Regions from separate parts of the Danio rerio genome. Here region 2 is linked to region 1. The links are chromatin contacts, called in public HiCAR-type maps. All regions are on one chromosome and are shown on one strand. The core of a region is the stretch at or near the end of the contact, and the rest is flanking DNA. Distances in the headings are between cores, read along the strand shown. Region 1 holds the start of tomm20b (translocase of outer mitochondrial membrane 20b). Region 2 holds the start of irf2bp2b (interferon regulatory factor 2 binding protein 2b).

Region 1 (5,726 bases), core at 1,125-3,624:
GAGCAGCTTTGGGATGTGGTGGAACGGGAGATTGGCATCATGGATGTGCAGCCGACAAATCTGCAGCAACTGTGTGATGCTATCATGACAACATGGAGCAAAATCTCTGAGGAATATTTCCAGCAGCTTGTTGAATCTCTGACATGAAGGATTAAGGCAGTTCTGAAAGCAAAAGGTGGTTTAACCCCGTACTAGTAAGGTGTACCTAATAAAGTGTCCGGTTAGTGTATATGTGTGTGTAATTTTGAACACCTTGTGACATGCTACTTTAAATATTCACTCTAAAATTGCATGCAAGTATGACTTCAAAAGTAATTGACTGAACAGTGCAGTACTTTGACAGTCATTAGCTGATAATATGACTATTTAGAATTTGCATATTATATTTTTCTACATTTATATTATAAAGGAGAAAGTTAGAATGTGTGAATATAGAACCAACTTTACCCCAATATGAGAGAGTGATAGACAGATGGACGGACAGATAGAAAAATACATATATAGAGAGAGCAAGATGGAGAAAATGACAGATAAGCAGGAGGAAGGACAGACAGAACACATGCAGAATGACAGACAGATATAGATGTATACAGATAGATATAGATGTATACAGATAGATATAGATGTATACAGAAAGACAGACAGATATAGATGTATACAGAAAGACAAACAGATATAGATGTATACAGAAAGACAAACAGATATAGATGTATACAGAAAGACAAACAGATATAGATGTATACAGAAAGACAAACAGATATAGATGTATACAGATAGACAGACAGATATAGATGTATACAGAAAGACAAACAGATATAGATGTATACAGAAAGACAAACAGATATAGATGTATACAGATAGACAGACAGATATAGATGTATACAGAAAGACAAACAGATATAGATGTATACAGAAAGACAAACAGATATAGATGTATACAGATAGACAGACAGATATAGATGTATACAGAAAGACAAACAGATATAGATGTATACAGAAAGACAAACAGATATAGATGTATACAGATAGACAGACAGATATAGATGTATACAGAAAGACAAACAGATATAGATGTATACAGATAGACAGACAGATATAGATGTATACAGAAAGACAAACAGATATAGATGTATACAGAAAGACAAACAGATATAGATGTATACAGATAGACAGACAGATATAGATGTATACAGAAAGACAAACAGATATAGATGTATACAGAAAGACAAACAGATATAGATGTATACAGATAGACAGACAGATATAGATGTATACAGAAAGACAAACAGATATAGATGTATACAGAAAGACAAACAGATATAGATGTATACAGATAGACAGACAGATATAGATGTATACAGAAAGACAAACAGATATAGATGTATACAGAAAGACAAACAGATATAGATGTATACAGATAGACAGACAGATATAGATGTATACAGAAAGACAAACAGATATAGATGTATACAGAAAGACAAACAGATATAGATGTATACAGAAAGACAAACAGATATAGATGTATACAGATAGACAGACAGATATAGATGTACGCATAGATATAGATGTATAGAGAAAGACAGACATATATAGATGCATACAGTAAGACAGATATAGATGTATACAGTAAGACAGATATAGATGTATACAGACAGGTACAGATGTATACAGAAAGACAGACAGATATAGATGTATACAGAAAGACAGACAGATATAGATGTATACAGAATGACAGATAGATATAGATGTATACAGAATGACAGACAGATATAGATGTATACAGAAAGACAAACAGATATAGATGTATACAGAATGACAGATATAGATATATACAGAATGACAGACAGATATAGATGTATACAGATAGACAGACAGATATAGATGTACGCAGATAGATATAGATGTATAGAGAAAGACAGACAGATATAGATGTATACAGACAGATATAGATGTATAGAGAAAGACAGACAGATATAGATGTATAAAGACAGACAGATATAGATGTATACAGACAGATATAGATGTATAGAGAAAGACAGACAGATATAGATGTATAGAGAAAGACAGACAGATATAGATGTATACAGAATGACAGACAGGCACAGACTCTATGCAGAGGGATAAACAGGCCGCTGCTTCTCTCACGTTCTCGTAGTTTGTTCTTGTAGTTCGGGTCACTCCGTCTCTTCCTGTCGAAATAAATGCAGTAACCGACGAAGAGCGCCGCGCCCAAACCAGCCGCGATCCTGCTGCTGCTGCCGCCCATCATGACGAGAGAAACCCACACAGAACCGCAAGCAAAAACACCGGAAAATTACAAATAATCACGTCGATCAGAGCCACTGCATGACCCTCAGCGGAGCCACACGAGGAAGGACCCTAGCGACGTCACTCAGATAAGCGGCCGCTGATGGCGCCTGAGCACAAACACTGAGCGACTCTACACAACTCTACACTTTACTCAAATGAGGAGTAATCCATGTAAGAGCGATTTAACTTAATGTAGAAAATACTATTCTTTTTATTAAAAATCAACGTTTTAGAAGAGCTGCTACTTCTAGATTGACAGCAGGTGGCAGTAAAGACCCGCTGAATACAATTAAACAGTTATTTAAGGTGAAGTCTAGATGGGATACAGCTGCGGATATTCGCGTCAACGTAGCATAACCTTTTATAACACTGTACAGCCATAATTAATATTTTTTACCTTATCATGATAGTTTGGTTTAGGAATGAAGAAGTTAATAAAATACTATTTAATGGGTAATTTGATACATAATATCGTTAACTTCCATCCGCAGCTGTATCCCATTGTTTCATGAGTTGTTAGTGTTAGTGATTTTTGGTTAAGATGTTTAGATTAAGTTGTGTTAATTGTGCTTTAAGGCTTAAAATAACGTTATTTAACTCAAAATTGCTTAATAAAAAATGTATTCAACTCTTTTTATTCTCCGAAAGTCTGTATTATTTATTTGTTGGTATTTTATGTATTATTTATTTGATTATTTTCAACAGTAACAAACTATATTTGTTTGAGAAACTTATAGTGATGTCCTTTGTATTCTTATGAATTGTAATTTTTCCATGTAACACGTATTGATGACCAAACTATTGATTTAATAATTAATTTAATAGCTATTTTTATTATTATTATTATTAATAATATTGTTATTATTATTAACATTATTTGTTTATGTTTGGTAAATTCAGAACGATTTGATTAATAAAAATATTGATTCTCTAGTTTTAGGTGCAGGATTATATAAAGGAGTAAATAGTTGTATGAATGTTTAGGTGTTTAAGTAGGGTGTTGTGAGCATGTTCAGCCTGCTGTTATGTTTTATCTTTTTATCTTCAAGATTGATGTATATTTATTTATTTTATATTTTTATTAATTGTGTGATGCTTTTTAATCTTTTTTGGCTCTGTCCTTTATTATTCTGTATCTGCCCCTTCATCTCAGTTTCTAAGCCTGTAGAAAACATCAGATATTTTAGGTAATGTGGTATTAGATGAGGAATACATGTCAGTTTCTTTTCCTCATCCACAAATGAAGTCCTCTGGTCCAGATGTGAGTTCCAGCAGCTCTGGAGTCAGTTGTCTGTGGGTTTAGTGTTTTGGGTTTGTCAGGTCTCCTCCTCTTTCCCCTTCAGAGACACAAGTGTAATTATTTTTACCCAGAGCTGCAGCTGTTTTTCAGAAGGGCTGGCAGACGCTGCGCTGCTCGGAGTCACGCCAGCAGACGACAACTGAAAAAATCAGCCATTACAACTGGAAGAAAATACAGCACAGTTGAGCTGCTGCCCAGCAGCGGCCCAGCAGAAGCCTTTATGGCAGCAGAGGCTGTATTTTCCATCAACTGGAGCTGTCTGATGTCATGCGATGTGTTTTCAAGGATGAACACGTAGTGGAACCTGGAGCCGGTGCTGTCTGCCCCATCCAGAAGCATCGAGAGCTCGTTCTTCAGTCCACGAAAGGCTCTTTATAGTCAGCATGAAACTGAAATTAAGATTAGATGTACATCACCATATGGGGGAAAAGGCAATTGAAACAGCCCCAGCTCTACAGCCATGTCACCCTGCAGCCCAAGACCGGTTACTCACTGAAGCTAAGCAGGGCTGAGCCTGGTCAGTACCTGGATGGGAGACCACTAGGGAACACTAGGTTGCTGTTGGAAGTGGTGTTAGTGAGGCCAGCAGGGGGCGCTCAACCTGTGGTCTGTGTGAGTCCTAATGCCCCAGTAAAAGTGAAGGGGACACTAAACTGTCAGTGGGCGCCGTCTTTCGGATGAGACGTTAAACCGAGGTCCTGACTCTCTGAAGGCACTTCTCGTGAAAGAGCAGGGGTGTAACCCCGGTGTCTTGGCCAAAGTCCCTCTATCGGCCCTTACGATCATGGCCTCCCAATCATCCCCTCTCCACGAATTGGCTCTATCACTGTCCCTCCACTCCACCAATAGCTGGTGTGTGGTGAGCGCACTGGCGCCGTTGTCCTGTGGCAGCTGTCGCATCATCCAAGTGGATGCTGCACACTGGTGGTGGTGTGGAGAGACCCTCCCTCATGATTGTGAAGCGCTTTGGGTGTATTGCTATACACAATAAATGCGCTATATATAAATACACATTACATTACATTACATTACATTACTCCAAAGGACTGATAGCTCCGCCCTAAATAACTGATAGCTCCACCCTAAAGAAATGAAAGATCCGCCCCTAAAAGACTGATAGCTCCACCCTAAAAGAATGATAGCTCCACCCCTAAAGGACTGATACCCCCGGCCTAAAGGACTGATAGCTCCACACTAAAAGAATGATAGCTCCACCCCTAAAGGACTGAAGGCTCCACCCTAAAGGAATGAAAGTTCCGCCCCTAAAAGACTGATAGCTCCACTCCAAAGGACTGATAGCTCCGCCCTAAATAACTGATAGCTCCACCCTAAAGAAATGAAAGATCCGCCCCTAAAAGACTGATAGCTCCACCCCAAAGGACTGATAGCTCCACCCTAAAGGACTAATAGCTCCACCCTAAAGGAATGAAAGTTCCGCCCATAAAAGACTGATAGCTCCACTCCAAAGGACTGATAGCTCCGCCCTAAATAACTGATAGCTATGCCCGAAAAGGACTGATAGCTCCACCCTAAAGGAATGATAGCTCCGCCCTAAAGAATTAATAACCATGTCCAAAAGGACTGTTAGCTCCACCCTAAAGGAATGATAGCTCCACCCTAAAGGAATGAAAGTTCCGCCCCTAAAAGACTGATAGCTCCACTCCAACGGACTGATAGCTCCGCCCTAAATAACTGATCGCTCCACCCTAAAGAAATGAAAGATCCGCCCCTAAAAGACTGATAGCTCCACTCCAACGGACTGATAGCTCCGCCCTAAATAACTGATCGCTCCACCCTAAAGAAATGAAAGATCCGCCCCTTAAAGACTGATAGCTCCACTCCAAAGGACTGATAGCTCCGCCCTAAATAACTGATAGCTATGCCCGAAAAGGACTGATAGCTCCACCCTAAAGAAATGATAGCTCCGCCCTAAAGAATTAATAACCATGTCCAAAAGGACTGTTAGCTCCACCCTAAAGGAATGATAGCTCCGCCCTAAAGGACGGATAGCACCACCCAAAAGGAATGATAGTTCCGCCCCTAAAGGACTGATAGCTTCGCCCTAAATAACAGATAGCTATGCCCGAAAAGACTAATAGCTCCACCCTAAAGGAAT
Region 2 (5,954 bases), core at 126-2,625, 76 kb after region 1:
AAAAAAAGAATTTGGAAATGCAGAACCACGTGGTCTAGACTCGTTGTCTTCGCTGTGGGACTTTCCATAATTTTGCCAGCCATCATGAATCACATGCTCTTCTTGGCAGGCTTGAATCAGGCTTTGAGGCTGAACGAAGTCCAGTTCTGATGAATAATCTACCAGTGCAGATATTCCAGACGCAAAACGGCTCCCAAGTGCACTACTGCTGGAATGATTAAAAACTCCAACGAAAGCTGCTGTAATTTCTCTAAACCGCGTCCGAGTCGAAGCCTTATTGCAGCAGTTGTGTTGTTTTATGTGTTTGGGGTTATGGAAGAGTTAAAGGGATGCGGTGGCGCGTGACGTTGCGTTGGCAGCAGCGCTGGAATGTGGAACTCTGAGGGTTCTAAGATCACATTTACACACAGCCCTCAGTAGTGCACTTTAAGCAGCTTTGGTAAATGGGTCAATACTGTTTTGCAGGTCCTGTGAACTGCGGAGCCTTAAAAAGTGATTAAACTTGATTTTTTAAACAATAACATTAAATCTAAATAAAGATCTGAGGTTAGATATTGCTCAGCAAGGGATTTACAGATGACTGCAGATAATGGGAATAGCTCATGTAAAAATGAAAACTCCTGTCATCATTTACTCAGCCTTCTTTCCCACTTTTATTTGTTGTTGATCACAGGAGAAGATATTTTGGAGCATGCTGTAAACCTCTAACTATTGACTTCCATATTTGTTTATTCCTACTGTGGAAATCAATGGTTTCAGGTTTTCAGCTTACTTCAAAATATAATATTTGGTGTTTGGAAACTCATAAAGGTTTTGGTTCACTTTACTGTGAACTGTACTTCTGATGTTAGCCTATTCTACATTTTTATACGAGTATATAAAATATATTAAACCAGTTTCAGACATGGATGTGATGTATGGGAGTGACAAATCAAATAATACCTGAAAACAAAAATCCTTTTTAAAGTACTTGTGCAGTTGATTCACATGATTTTTGTAATCGGATGATATTGGAAGAACTTTAAAATTAACCATCCACTTTAAAAATCCTGAGATCAATAACCCATTCAACAATTCTGTCACAGATTTAATTTTGTGCTGTAAATCGTTTAAACTTAAGTAATCTAACGCTCAAATTACGTTTATATTCATCGCACAGCAACTCGGTGGAAAAAGCACACTTTCTGAGGTATTTTCCACCTTTTTGGTCGATGTTTTTGATGTCTCTTCAGTTCAGCCTCGTCGAATGACGACTGCAAAAATTACGCTCTCATTCAGCGTGAGGAGGGAGCAGCGCGCGTGCGCAGAGCGAGTTGTCGAAGAATCAAGTAAATACAAGCAGCGCGGTGACGTCACCGCTCCCACACCGAGAGCTCGCGGGCTGGAGCGCACACTGCCATGAACTTCGGAGCGTAACTTCGCCGTTTTTCTCGCTTTTCGGACGGGCTGGGAAACTACGACCATATATATTCTTTTTACCTCATCACCACGAGCAGCATTTGGAGAAATTAGTTGCAACATTTGTGCCGTTTCCCCGTGTTCAGCAGCATGTCGTCTGCGGCGGTCGCTGCCTCGCGCAGGCAGTCGTGTTATTTGTGCGATCTGCCCCGCATGCCGTGGGCGATGATCTGGGATTTTACCGAGCCCGTGTGTCGCGGGTGCGTCAACTACGAGGGAGCCGACCGGATTGAATTTGTGATCGAAACCGCGCGGCAGCTAAAGCGCGCGCATGGCTTTCAGGAGGGCAGATCACCGGGTCCGGTGGGCAAACCTGGCAAGGACATGCAGTCCATCAATCACGCGGAACCGGGCTCTCGTCCTCCGCAGCCGCTGGATCGGTACCCGTTAACGTCAGACAGACCTCCTAGACTAGGTGCGGAGTACCAACGCCAGGCGAATGGGATCCCGGTGCCAAACGGGTTTCCGAAGCCCGACGAACCCCCGGAGTTGAACCGACAAAGCCCGAACCCACGTCGGACCGGAGCCATTCCACCCAACCTGGTGCCGCTTGTGAACGGGAGCATGCCGCCGGTGCACGCGCTCAACGGGAGATCCGTGCAGATGGGCATCCCCCCGGGCGCGCTGGCGGAGCATGTGGGCAAACGAGCGGACGACATGAAGGACAAACACCGGGCCGACAGCATGAGCGACCCGAGCGACGGACACAAGCGGGTGGATGAGTGGACGCAGAAGGGCAAGACGGTGCGGGAGATGATGACGCTGCAGACGCTCGACTCCCGGTTCAAGAAGGAGCACGCGCCGCTGCCGCACAGGATGAGCTACGAGAGCAGCTCCGGTGCCTTAAAAACAGGTACGGGTCACGCTTCACGCGCAGTGTGTGTGGCTGGGATGATTATGGAATTTAATGAAACATCCCAGATTGTAATCTTGTGTAGGAAACACAGCAAGTCTGCGTTTGTTATCAGCATTCAACCTGTAGAACAGTCTAACAAACAGCACGTGCTCTTGAGTTTATTATCCATTTTAAAATCAAATCAAGTTCATTATAAAGCACAATAAAAGCAGCTGTAGTGGATGTCTGTTGAGAAAACAAATCAGAACACAGATGTAAGTGACTGCAGTGCATTTAAAGAACACCAAGACAGCAGAAAAACACTGATTAATAACAATCTTCAATACATTATGGACCGGTTTAATCGTCAACTATGTGAAAACATCCTGTAAGACATTAACATCTCATTTATGCATGCATTAATGTATGTTGTTCACACTCATATTTAATAATTGTGTCAAACTCTGCTGTAATCTGTCATATAATATATTTTCTGTTTAAACACGTAAAACATCAGAGCGTGATCTCAAACTTTAGATTTCAGGTGCACATTTGAATATTTATGTAGTCCTTAAAATAATTTGACATCAGAAAGAATCAAATTGTGAAAATCAGTCATGCATTAGTGCTTAAACCCATATCAAACTCAAGAGCATGTGTAGATTTTGCTCACACTCATGCTGTGTTAAGTCTTCAGCGTAAATTGACATGTCAGAACAGGCAAACTGTCAAACTCACACATGCATCAGCATCCAAAACCATATCAATCTCCAGAGCATGCTTCAAAACTTCAGAAAGAACATGCATACTTGTATATATATTTAATTCCTCATATAATTGGACATGTCAGAACATGCAAACCATCAGAGCATGTTTAGCTCAGCTCCAAATAAAGCAGCAGAGAGCGCATGTTCTCATCACAACTCCACTCCATCTTGACATTGTTTATTCCTGCACGCAGACTTCAAAGCATGCTTCGAGACTCAAGATGGTGCATTCATAATACTGTGCTTTGCCATTTCATCATCCGGGCATTTGCACATGCCACATTTCCTTTAGAGCCAACAGAAAGTAGAGCCAACAACAGGTCACGCATGAAGCGTCGCTGCAGAGCATGTCGTCTCTAAGTCTAAGAGTGTTTATCTCTCTCTCTCTCTCTCTCTCTCTGCAGACCGCGGTAAGCACTCTCGGGGAATTAAAAGGAAAACCTCTCCTGAGCCAGACGGGGAGGGCATCGCTGTTAAACTAAACGGCGAGGGTCAACCATGGCTGCCGTCTCCTTCAGAAGTGCTCAAGATGCCGTCTGCCGCCCTGCCAGGATTCGCAGCGGCTCCGCCGTCCACCATTTCCCCACATTCGCGCACTACACCACCAGAAGCGGCCACCGCCGTGCAGAACAGCCAATCGCCGATGGCTGCGCTCATATTGGCGGCGGATAACGCTGGCACAGGTTCACCGAAAGACGCCGGTAATCAGGTGCACTCCACGACCACATCGGCCGCAGGACGGCGAAACAGCGGAAGCCCGCAATCGCCCTCTGCTGGACAAAGGAGACCCGCTTTGGGTGCAACAGGCACCGCACACATCCCAGGCATGGACCCGCAGGCCGGGCACCCGCAGAGCATTCCTGACTCCTCCGTGCCGCCTAGCAGCGTGCCGCTGTGCTGCACTTTGTGCCACGAGCGTCTCGAGGACACGCATTTCGTCCAGTGCCCGTCTGTGCCGTCGCACAAGTTCTGTTTTCCGTGTTCCCGCGAGAGCATCAAACAGCAGGGGGCGACAGGCGAGGTTTACTGCCCGAGTGGAGAAAAATGCCCGCTGGTTGGTTCCAACGTGCCCTGGGCGTTCATGCAAGGCGAAATAGCCACCATTCTGGCTGGAGACGTAAAGGTTAAAAAGGAGCGGGACCCTTGATTGTTTATTTTTATTAATTTTTTTTCGTAATTTCAACACCAATCACAACGCATACCATCCAAAACGTGAACTAACGGACTTGTATATAAGACCTTAAGGGGAACTGTACACTTGGGTAAACATGGCTGTATAATTTTATTTTGATTCTCTTTCTTTTTGAATACATTGTGTTTCTATATTCTCTTTTTGAAGCTAAAACGGTATGTACACACACACACACACACACACACACACACACTAAACAGATTCCGTGTCCTCCCTCATTCAGCGAGCGAACGCTCAGTTGGTGTACTCGTAGAACTGGTGGCAGTCCATGTTTAAACACAGAATGTGACTAATACTCTTTAAGCACTTGGCGAACTGAATCTGCTTTTAGCTGTATTGTATGCACTTGTTTAAAAAAATTGCCAAATACAATTTCTGACCTTGTAATAACAATGTGACGTGTCTGTGGTTGGCTTATTGTCTGGCCTCGCTGAATCATGCGGCGGATGATGCAACAGCCTCATTGAGTGAGTGCGAACAGAGGAGGAAAAAAAGTCTTGCTTTCCATCCCAGTGCATGCTGGGAGTCCACTCCCTCAATAATAGTAACTGATATATCAAGTATTTTGCAAAGCTGTAAGGTAACCGGAGAACGCATGCATACGGAAGAGCATCTCTCGCTTTTTTCCTGCTTAACATGCGAGCTGTGACTTGTTCGGCACATTGTTTTCAGGCTCCATGTGGAGCAACCTAATGCTGCGTGCAAGACGACACTCCACGCTATTTTTATTCACATGCGGGGAGTTAAGAGCTCGTAAACAATCTCTCCTTTAGCCTTTTTTGGTGCATAAAGACCCACGACGCTTGTCGATAACTCATGCTGTTTGACACTTTACAATACGCATTCATTAGTTAATGTATTCACTAACGTGATCTACACCAGTACAGCATTCATTAATCACAGTTGAACATTTACTAATGCATTATTAACATCAACAGTTGAGCTTGTTAGTGTTAGTCAATGCACTGTGAGTTAACAACAAACAATGAACGACTTTATTTTCATTAAGCTTGAGTAAATGCTGTATTAAATGTGTTGTTCATTGCTTATTAATGCCAGTAAATACATTAACTAACATGGTAACACCTTAGTTTAGGATTCATTGTATTAACAAACCATTATCTAACATTACTAGTTTAATACTACTAGTTTAATACTAACTACTAGTTAGCTGTTTATTATTAGACCATTTTGAGGGATGTAAACAAAAACAATGGTCCCAGCGAGTGTCCTGTTTTACATTGTTCATTTCTATACCTTCCGAGAATCCAAAAAGAGCCACATATTGATAAATAATGTTATGAGAGCTGTTTTAACATTTAGCTATAATTTAATTACCTCTTGTTACAGTTATGAAATAGTTTGATAACAAGCAGGAAATGTCCATGGGCCAATGACATGACCACATTGAAATGCTGTATAGTTAGTAATGCAGAGGTTCTGTGTTGGGTTAGGATTCACTGTATTAACAGACCATTATCGAACACTACTAGTTTATTACTACTAGTTTAATACTAACTACTAGTTAGCTGTTTATTAGTAGTTAATAATGCAGAGGTTCTGTGTTGGGTTAGGATTCACTGTATTAACAGACCATTATCTAACACTACTAGTTTATTACTACTAGTTTAATACTAACTACTAGTTAGCTGTTTATTAGTAGTTAATAATGCAGAGGTTAGGTGTTGGGTAGGATTATGTA

What was found. HiCAR-type assays count read pairs that join an accessible place to other places.
Region 2: a contact with region 1 is called in a HiCAR-type map of caudal fin, with 5 times the contacts expected there. The contact joins the promoter of irf2bp2b here to the promoter of tomm20b in region 1. A contact is called at or near these places in 2 of 18 Hi-C or Micro-C datasets (caudal fin and skeletal muscle) and 2 of 4 datasets of contacts at active chromatin or transcription factors (caudal fin and embryo).

Annotation. Positions count from the first base shown.
Region 1 is chr11:46,875,779-46,881,504 of GRCz12tu, forward strand. It overlaps tomm20b (translocase of outer mitochondrial membrane 20b), which reads right to left and starts at 2,375. Exons shown (of 5, transcript NM_001002698.1): 1 at 2,146-2,375. The coding sequence starts at 2,269.
Region 2 is chr11:46,952,928-46,958,881 of GRCz12tu, forward strand. It overlaps irf2bp2b (interferon regulatory factor 2 binding protein 2b), which reads left to right and starts at 1,376. Exons shown (of 2, transcript NM_214752.1): 1 at 1,376-2,311; 2 at 3,465-4,645. The coding sequence starts at 1,549. The coding sequence ends at 4,207. All of the region lies in intron 3 of LOC137496742 (a long non-coding RNA gene), which reads left to right.